Regions from separate parts of the Cyprinus carpio genome. Here region 1 is linked to region 2. A link is a contact called in public Hi-C data. All regions are on one chromosome and are shown on one strand. Each heading gives the region's core, a stretch centred on a gene start, on an enhancer-like site or on the middle of the called end of the contact. The rest is flanking DNA. Distances are from core to core; before and after follow the strand shown. Region 1 holds the start of LOC109089605 (microtubule-associated serine/threonine-protein kinase 4-like). Region 2 overlaps LOC109089605 (microtubule-associated serine/threonine-protein kinase 4-like).

Region 1 (4,585 bases), core at 2,077-4,576, 44 kb after region 2:
ACAAGAAAGCCTTGCCATTCCCCCATGCCACAGGCAGGCCAGCACCACAGTTATACAATACTATTCACATTATTGAACATTAAATATTGAATATGATACTGAAATGATTAAATTATATATTTTTTTTTTCTGTTTGTGCAGTGACTGATATTCCTTGATAAACAGTGAAGAATTTATTTTTTATGCTGTAGGTGTCAATTTAATAGCAATTTTCCAAATGTGTTTCTTTGTGTACATTCACTGACAAGCTACGCAATATCGCGTTCATTATCAAAGGCGATTCATCTGCGATAATGAACGAGATATTGCATAGCTTGTCAGGATCTACGGCTCTGTCTATTAAATGCCGCTCCATTTGAAAGCAGGTGATGGCGATTTAGCGGTAATCAGGGAACCGGCTTTACTGACGAAATGCGTGTGACAATCGCATGCGATATATCGCCCAGCCCTATGAAACAGTGTTGTAAATAAAACCTAACCACTGATTTCTAGTCGTGTCCTCTTTTTGAAGGCCAAACAAAGTAGTTTGGCTTTCACAATGAAACACACAGCATCTCCACGATGGCGGCAGCCGCAACAATATTACAGTGAGAATAAAAGTTACACCTTCTTTTTTTGCATATACATTTGGGCGGTGTTATGCAAATCTTCCCACACAGTGAGGTAGACATGTGGGGGCGTGTTTAAACAAGGTGTTTTAGGAAGGCGTGGCTGAGTGTTCACTTTTATAAAGAATATCACTTTGGGTTTGAGACATTAATCTTTGCGACTTTACGGATCGTCTGTATACACAAACAGCTTTTAACACTCCGAAGACAAGGGAACACATGAAATCGCATCATATGACCCATTTAAATGTATCCAGACACTTAAATGTGCTGTTTGCTACACATCACAAGTAGGCCCTTCAACAACTGTTCACATGAAGGGTGTATAAATATGCAGTGGTTGGAATCCCTTTATGTAAACAAACAGCAGCAGGGGAAGATAAGCTGCACTGCTTTTCAGAAGTCCATCTTCTGCACTGCAATACCTTTGTGGCATATCTTTATGAGCTTCAGATAATTTGTTTCCACTCGCTTCTTGACCTGGCTATAAGTAAACAGGTGATCACATGGCTCTGAGAGCGTCAAGCATCTCAGGTATCTGATTGGTGTGTCTAAGCCATCTAATCCTTGGGCAAGCCAATTAGACGTCACACCCAGTGAAAAGGGTCTGACATGTTAACTATGCTGGACAAACCAGTCAGAGTTTGACAATGACTAACCTACTTTTCAGGTTAGAATAGGCAAACAAAGGTCACAGAATTTCACTTTGGTTTTAAGAACCTATTGTTTGAAACAAGCAAATGGTGCTTCTGTTTTTATACCATGTGCAAATCACATACAACATACCTGTACACAGCTGAATGAAACTGAAACCAGATGAAAATGCATGTGAGAAAGTTCAAAGTACATATGCAGAATACCTGTAAATGAACACCTACAAATAGCAGTTAAATGAATGACAGCTAAATGTTAGAAACCCCCTGTCTGCAATCATTGAGATGTACAACACTGCACATATGCCTTTAGACAAATAACTTTAAATGGTATTCACAGTTTAGGGTGAGACTACAGAGTAATGATTGGTGAAAAGTAAAAGGTGCTTGAAAACATGGATTACAAATAATAACAATAATAATGATAAATAGAAAGAAAGAAAGAAAGAAAGAAAGAAAGAAAGAAAGAAAGAAAGAAAGAAAGAAAAGACTTGGTGACAGCAATTGGAAAGGAAGGTCTTGCTAGATGTAGAGTAAGTTATTACACATTGATGAAAGATTATGATATGCACCGATGCATCATTCACAATAAGACCAGGTACATTTAATTATAGAGTAAACTGGGTTGAGTTCATGTTGACTTTAAGGTGATGCACAATTTTGTAAAACACCAATTTGTTTTTTTTTTTGTTTTTTTTTTTTTGTAACATCTTCACATGGTTAGGCTCTGTAAAATATTATATTAAGTGTAATTTTGCTAATATGATAAACATAACAACTCCCAATTTTATCTACTGAAAGGGCAAACCCATTTACATAATGTTATTATATATTTTGATAAAACAAGTAAATTTTAATGTGTAAATAAATATTTGATTAAATAAACATGTCTTTGGATAAAGTGATTTAATAAAGAACAAACTCTGAATTGTATTTAAAAAATACAAATAAAGTACCCAAATTTCTGTTGTGCCTATATTTTATTGTAATTTGCAAATGTGTGCATCTATTTATTTATTTATTTATTTAAGAGACATGCATGAATAAAACAACTTTATCTTTGTAAATGGTTAAACGTGGAAGACAAAAACATAAGTTAAACATGTGGAGGAGAAAACAGATGTAGGCTAAAAGACGAGACCGATCATAATTCAGTATGAGTAAACTATAGCCTTGCAATCGCAATTTAGTGTGCATGTTATATTACAATTAACACGTGACTATCGATATAATCTGAAAAGGCCAATCATTCGTACAGCGATATTTCGATTTTATCTTAAGTTAACAAAAATAATAATTAAAGTTAAAAAAAAATACAAATATTAAATAGGTAAGTTCAAATGAATTAACAGCATGTGTAACACTTCTGTTAGAGGTTGGAGCAGAGTGTATGGTTGTTGAATATCAATATCAATCAGTATCAAAGAGGGGAAATACCAAATATTCTCCAAAACTACAGTAACAACATGGGAAATCTTTTACACTTCTCAAATAAACACCTGCAGTCGCGAGCTTCCAGCTTTCATTATTCAAACAAACGCAAACGGAATGTCACAAGTGTTCGGTGCTACAATAATCAATGTAAGTTACTTTACCATTTCGTCCTCGTCCCCTTCATTTTCTCCTTCCTCCTGATGGTCCCCGTTTCTCGCTTTTATCTCGTCGCTGCATTCATCAGAATCACTTCCCTTCACTTTTTCCTCAAGACCTACAAAATCTGAGGAGTGACATTTAAATTCTTCCAAGTGTAGTTCGGATTCATACGGCTCGGCTCTTGTCTCGACTTCTGACAGCGTGTCGGAGCCTGATGAGTCGCCTCCGCCGCCTCCAAATTTTTCTGACTGCTCACTCTCCATTGCCCTAAAACATCACGTTAATTGTCTTAAACTAATGACATGCTGAAGGACACCTTATTTGAGGTCCAGCTGAGCGCCCGAGAGAACTCCCTTCACTGTACTGCTGTAATTTTAACTAACATAAGTCTTCATAACATGACAAACATCCATTGAAAGTGAAGTTTGTTTCGCGTCCTGCTTAGCAGCGCCGCAGTGTCTTTAACTAAAGTCTACGCTCATTGGCCAAACAAACCCCGCCCATCAGCCAATGAGAAAAGAGCTCGCTGGTCAAGGACTTTTAAATCAATGGCGCCCACAGAAAAAGGTTTGTCGGAAGAACCCTGACAGGTGTTGAGTCACAGCAGGGATAGAAAGGAACTCTATTTCGTTTTATGAAATCAAGAGACACGAATTATTTCTATTATTTTACACGTAGGCCAGAGATTTAGCTTTATTGTCTACAATATTGTTTTGTTCAGGCTACTCTCATGTTATGTTTCCGATTAGATTAGGGCTTCCCGTGTGCACCGAAGACGGGGATAGTCGCAGTGGATTCCTGCAATATGAAATTCCCCTTAAAAGTATTTAAACACTCAAGACACACCTTAAAATTAAACCAAGTAGCATTTAGGTTATTTTAAAGAGAGATCTCAAGCACACTTTTCAAGAAAAACATTTCAACGACATAAGTTTCAGGTATAGTAATACTCCACAAATACTCTACTAATACTCTAAAGAGAATAAGATGACATGTAGTTACTTATAGTTAACTGAATTTTTAAAAGAGACCATCAAAATAAAGTGTAACCCTAATAATCTTTAAACTGTAAGTGCAATTGTCACAACTGTTTTATGGGAAACCACAACTCTAATGCATGTACTGTATACAAAACAGTAAATCACTCATTCCATTCATGCTTCAAAACCCAGTTACTGTGTCAGTAAACTGACCAGTGTCACCAAAATGAAACAGTGACCCCTACTGATCAAAATGTTTAGATGATTTGTCACCATGGAAGTCAATCCTGGAAAAATGTGTTTATTTAATTTTCTGTTGACACTCACTGCTTACTATAATACACCAGTCAAAACGATAACAAGCTCCATGCTACCAAAATTATTGTTTAATGGTAAAATGTACCATGTCCAAATCATACCATGTCATAGATATTTATGGAATATACATGTGTGCCTGACAGATTTTGATAAATGTATTTTGCATTAACTCATCAGTTTTTATCAGCATACTCTATTGTTTTGAGGGGAAAACAGAGAATTAAGCCAAAGTGATTGAGAAAACATAACAAGCACAGATATTCCATCTTTAATTTAAAAGATCATAAGCATTTTTTTTTTTTTCAGATTTTAAATATGCGCAAACAATACACAATATTGAGGTCATAGTGCTTTATAAACAGAGCCTTGTGCTCTCAGGTGATAATTCTTGTGATTAGTCCATAAAGATTCACTAAATGTGTCCAAGAGATTA
Region 2 (4,808 bases), core at 2,036-4,535:
GCTTTTGATGTTGCCATGAATATAGAAAGATTTCATATCAGAACAAACATGCTGTTGTTTCAGTATAAGTATTTCAGTTGAATCCACTATTTGTTTTCATAAAATGTTTTTATTAACAATGTGCTGGACTCAATAATTATACCATTATATTATATTATATTTATTATTATATTATTATATATTATTATTATATTATATATTATATATATATTATATTATTATATTATATTATATTATATTATATTATATTATATAGGAGATATAGTTATTTTCCATAAATATATTTTAAATGCATAGGACTTAAACACAGGTTACTATTTTAAAAATACAATATATATTCCTCAAGATTGCCAAATTAATTACTTCCATGCAAAAAGAAAAGTAATTATATGTGCATATTTAATTATTATTATTATTATTATTATTATTATTATTATTATTATTATTATTATTATTATTATTATTATTATTATTATTAGACCAAGCCTAAATGTGAAGTGAAGCTCAATGCAACTAAACAAATGCAGGGAGAGGTGACCCCAAGAGACTTCTGAATGCACACATTCAATGCAACTGTAATTACAAAGCTAATACAGCACCACTACTGTCTATTCATTCTAATTACCTGCCAGTATCAACTCCCCATTTCAATATGTTCTGCTGACAACAATATCCTCAGTGGAACCAGCCGATTTTACAGGATACAGCCCGGAAGACCCATATTTATTTGCTAAACAATAAGTTTTAGTCTTTTTGAATTGCATTACTGAATCTAATGTCATAATAGGCAGAACATTTGGGCGGTAAGTGAGAAAATACTGGCAATGCTTTGGAAAGAAAAATATCTTTTTTATATAGCATGTTGTTTAAACTGAGACTGTAACATTTCAATTTAACATTTTACCTGTATAATTAAATTTATAAATAAACACCAACTAAATTATATAGCAAAATAAACTACTGATGAAAGGTCAGTTTTATTTACACGGAGACTAAAAAAACAAAACAAAAAAACATTCTGACAAAATAAAAAAGAAAATAAGAAAAACAAATAGATGAATGAATAAACAAAGGAGGTAAAATAAATAAAAATGAGTGATTGCAAAAAAATACAATCATGAATAAATGATTGCAAAAAATACAAGAATGAATGAATACAATAATTAATAAAAAAATACAAGAATGAATGAACGAATAAATGCAAAAAATACAAGAATGAGCAAACGAATGAATGCAACAATACAAGAATGAATGAATGAATGAGTGAATTAATGAATGAATGAATGAATGAATGAATGAATGAAAAAATACAAGAATGAATGAATACAAGAATTAATAAAAAATTAAACAAGAATGAGTGAACGAATAAATGCAAAAAATACAAGAATGAGTGAACGAATAAATGCAAAAAATACAAGAATAAGTGAACTAATAAATGCAAAAAATACAAGAATGAGTGAACGAATGAATGCAACAATACAAGAACGAGCAAACGAATGAACGAACGAACGAATGAATGAATGAATGAATGAATGAATGAAAAAATACAAGAATGAATGAATGAATGAACGAATGAATGAATGAATAGGGAAAAGCCTTGTTTTGTTTCTCTTCTGTCAGACAAATACAGAATATCCACTCTTGGTGTAAACAAGCCTTTAAATTTAAACTCCAACTTAATTACATTCAACTCTCCCAAACACAATTAGAAGTGACACTGTGTTTAGTGGTTCTTAAAACAATTGCCCTGCATGCTGCAGCTACCTTGATGTAATTGACATAATGCAGCTAATTGACTCAACCTTCTCACTGACATCAACCTGTCTAAATTTAGCCATGTAACACACTCACTTTCTCTGCTGTAGTGACAATTACAACAGTAACTCGATTCAGGAAGTTTCCTGCATGTCCCAGTCCCCCCAGTCTCTGATTTACTGCATGAGATCATAGCCTGAGGCAATATAGAGTGTGAAACAGTGCACTGACATGTATTTGACTGACAAATGAAAACACCGTCTCCCACATGAAATCATACAGCAGAACTCTGAATCTTGTCCTCAGGGCAAACAATCTTTTTGTTTTATTGCCAGCTGTGGTGATGTCCACAGCACACAGAGTTTAGAAACAAGTGTCCTTTCCCTTGCCTAAACAAAGAAAATACTACAAGAGTCGCACATTTGTTATTTCTATTTCATGAGATTAGAATATAATAGATGGGTGGCTTTTTTGTTATGATAAACTCACACTGCCGTTACTCCAAATATACAGGGATAGATCATACAAGTCGCTTTAATATCACTATTTCAAGAGATGTTAATTAAATAATTAAATTCATTCATCATTATTTTGTTCTAATGTTTTTTTTAATCTTTGTTTAATATGTGGAGGAAACATTTTGAGGGAATTTTTGTTTTTTTTTCTGTTTTTTGGTTGGGGTGGTTCTTTAAATGATCTTCTTTTGTGTTCTACAGAAGAAAGTCATACTGGTTTGGAATACATTAGTGATAATAGCGTACAACAATGAATACAGAAACTTTTCAAAATCACGAATATATTGGATAATTTCACAGTTATTGCCAATAATACACAAATTACACACCAAGATGGAAAAGTCTAACAGATTATTAAATTCATTCATTAAAACTGCTCTGAAACTATATTACACAGAATCCAGCCTAAATACAATAAAAAACAATTAAAATAATAAACAATATAAAGTGTTCTATCAGAAACTTCAAGGTTTTATTACGATAACCAAGAACTCAACAGTCTAACAAAGACAACTTCTTTTAAAAAGATACATTTCTTGTTTTTAACAGTTTTGTAAAGTTGCTGATCTTGTTTAAAATGAAATTAACAAGGTATAAACTATTTGCAGAGAAACAGAAATCATTACCAATATTTGCACTGTGCAGTCTTTTCAGTGACAAAACTCATTTTGTCTTCCAGTGCAGCATACGGATGTTTCAGCATGCAAAGACACAGACTCTATTCTGTAATTCATCCCACACCCAAGTGTTCACGCAAAAGCTACAAAACTACCAACGAAGCGGCAAACACCCACACCCACGCTCTATATTCCCTACCTGTAGCCCACGTCTCCTCAGAATGCTGGACTCATCCATGCTGGAGGCGAAGAGCGCATACTCTCTCGCTGTGTGTGTGCGTGTCTCACTGCTACTTAGCCATACTGCACCGCGCTGCCTCCTCTAGCGCTCCTGCGATCCAACAGGCACACTCCATCTGATTCGAGCAGCTGCTAAAGACTTACATCAGAACTTATCTGATTGGAGGGGGCCGGTCAGCTGACACGTCGCTGTTTCGCTCTCTTTGAACTTCAGGACAATGTGGGAGCATGTACGTGTTTGAAGAGAAGAGAGGATGTGAGCATGTGAAAGAGAGAGAGCTTGTGAATGTATGTTTGATGGAAGAGCAAGAGAGATAGAGAATGCAGGAGGAATAAGAGAGGATTGGGTGGGGGGGTGAAGACCAGCAGCTGAAATTCATTGTAAAATCCCATGAGGGCAGTTGATTCATACCCACCCACAACCCACCAACCCCCGAAACAGGCATGTTCTGTGGCGCCCGGAGTGACTGCTTGCAGGGTAAGAAGAGACAGGAAATCCTGTTGTGCATTGTTTTGCCAGCACTAAACAATGCAGCTGGCATCCTGTGTGTGCGTCCACATTTGGTCAGTGGTGTTAGCAAGCTGACGTTGAACGGTATTGAGTTCCTATTTGTCTTTCAACTGGAGCTGCAGATAAGGAGTCTGAAGTGAAGGTCAGAAGCCTCTGCGGTCATGGCCATGGAGAATTGGCCAGAAATAGGATGAGAGGACCACACAATAAGAGCACTTTCTTCATTATTGTGATGAGTCATAGCTGAGAGAAAGAGTTTTCCTTGCCTTCCATCATAAACAAGCTTGAACAACAAAACCATCTCAAAAAGTAGCATCTTTCAGATTTTCCATTTTAAAGCAGTGTTGCTACTTTTATAAATATGCAGCCGGTGTCTCTGGTCATTCTGTTGCCATTCACATAGTTTTTTTTTCAGTGTCTTGCGCAATGAGCTCTAGGCTTTTGGCAAATTGGCAAATGCATGCATAGGTTTTTGAACACAAGAATGCATCCTGTGTGAACGCCCCCTAGGAAACAAATTAGATCAGGGTCAGGTAAACCAGGAACCAGCATAAATGTAAGAGGTTTCCTCGGAGTTGTAAATTAACTATTTGCCACGTCTGCCAATGGCTGGTGACTTGAGAAAATGTACTGACCAAATATTTATAAACTATTACAAATTTGGGAAGATAGTTAGATACATGTTATAAGGAACATGAACACTGATATTTTGGGTTGCATTTGGCACTTGAATGTTAATTTTAGAACCAGTCCCAACTTTTCGCCTGCTAATGACGCCTATGCATCTGACACTAACAATATAAAGCTGGTTGAAAATTGGTGAACTTGTCCTTTAGGACTATTTGTTAAAGCAATCTTCCCCAACCAGTAGCAGTTTTGAACATCCTACTATTCTCAGCAGCTGCATGCTAAAATGGACAGCTCCATTTGACTGCTGTTACACAGCTTTAAGGAGTCAAGACAGGTAGCAATTTGTGTTAACAATGAGCATTTTTAAAGATCGAATAATCAACAGATAAGTTTACAAGGCACTCAGGGAGATACTCAGAGTTTGTTTGTGGCACTCAGAAGCAAGTACACCATATCTCGATGAGCAGAATTGTATTCCACTATGGTTACAGCTTTGGTAATTTTATAGATTTGGCAAAAAAAAAAAACAATGCCAAAAAT

What was found. Hi-C and Micro-C count contacts between places; a contact is called where the count stands out from the background.
Region 1: a contact with region 2 is called in a Hi-C map of red blood cells, with 7 times the contacts expected there. The contact joins the promoter of LOC109089605 here to the enhancer-like site in region 2. A contact is called at or near these places in 2 of 8 Hi-C or Micro-C datasets (liver and red blood cells).

What each region holds. Positions count from the first base shown.
Region 1 is chrB23:10,465,044-10,469,628 of ASM1834038v1, forward strand. It overlaps LOC109089605 (microtubule-associated serine/threonine-protein kinase 4-like), which reads right to left and starts at 3,327. Exons shown (of 30, transcript XM_042750781.1): 1 at 2,857-3,327. The coding sequence starts at 3,117.
Region 2 is chrB23:10,421,581-10,426,388 of ASM1834038v1, forward strand. All of the region lies in intron 3 of LOC109089605 (microtubule-associated serine/threonine-protein kinase 4-like), which reads right to left. Among protein-coding and RNA genes, the nearest start is that of LOC109089605, 44 kb to the right of the region's middle. Within about 2 kb of position 3,286, at least 1 of the 8 cell types and tissues checked has an H3K27ac peak or open chromatin away from gene starts, as enhancers often do.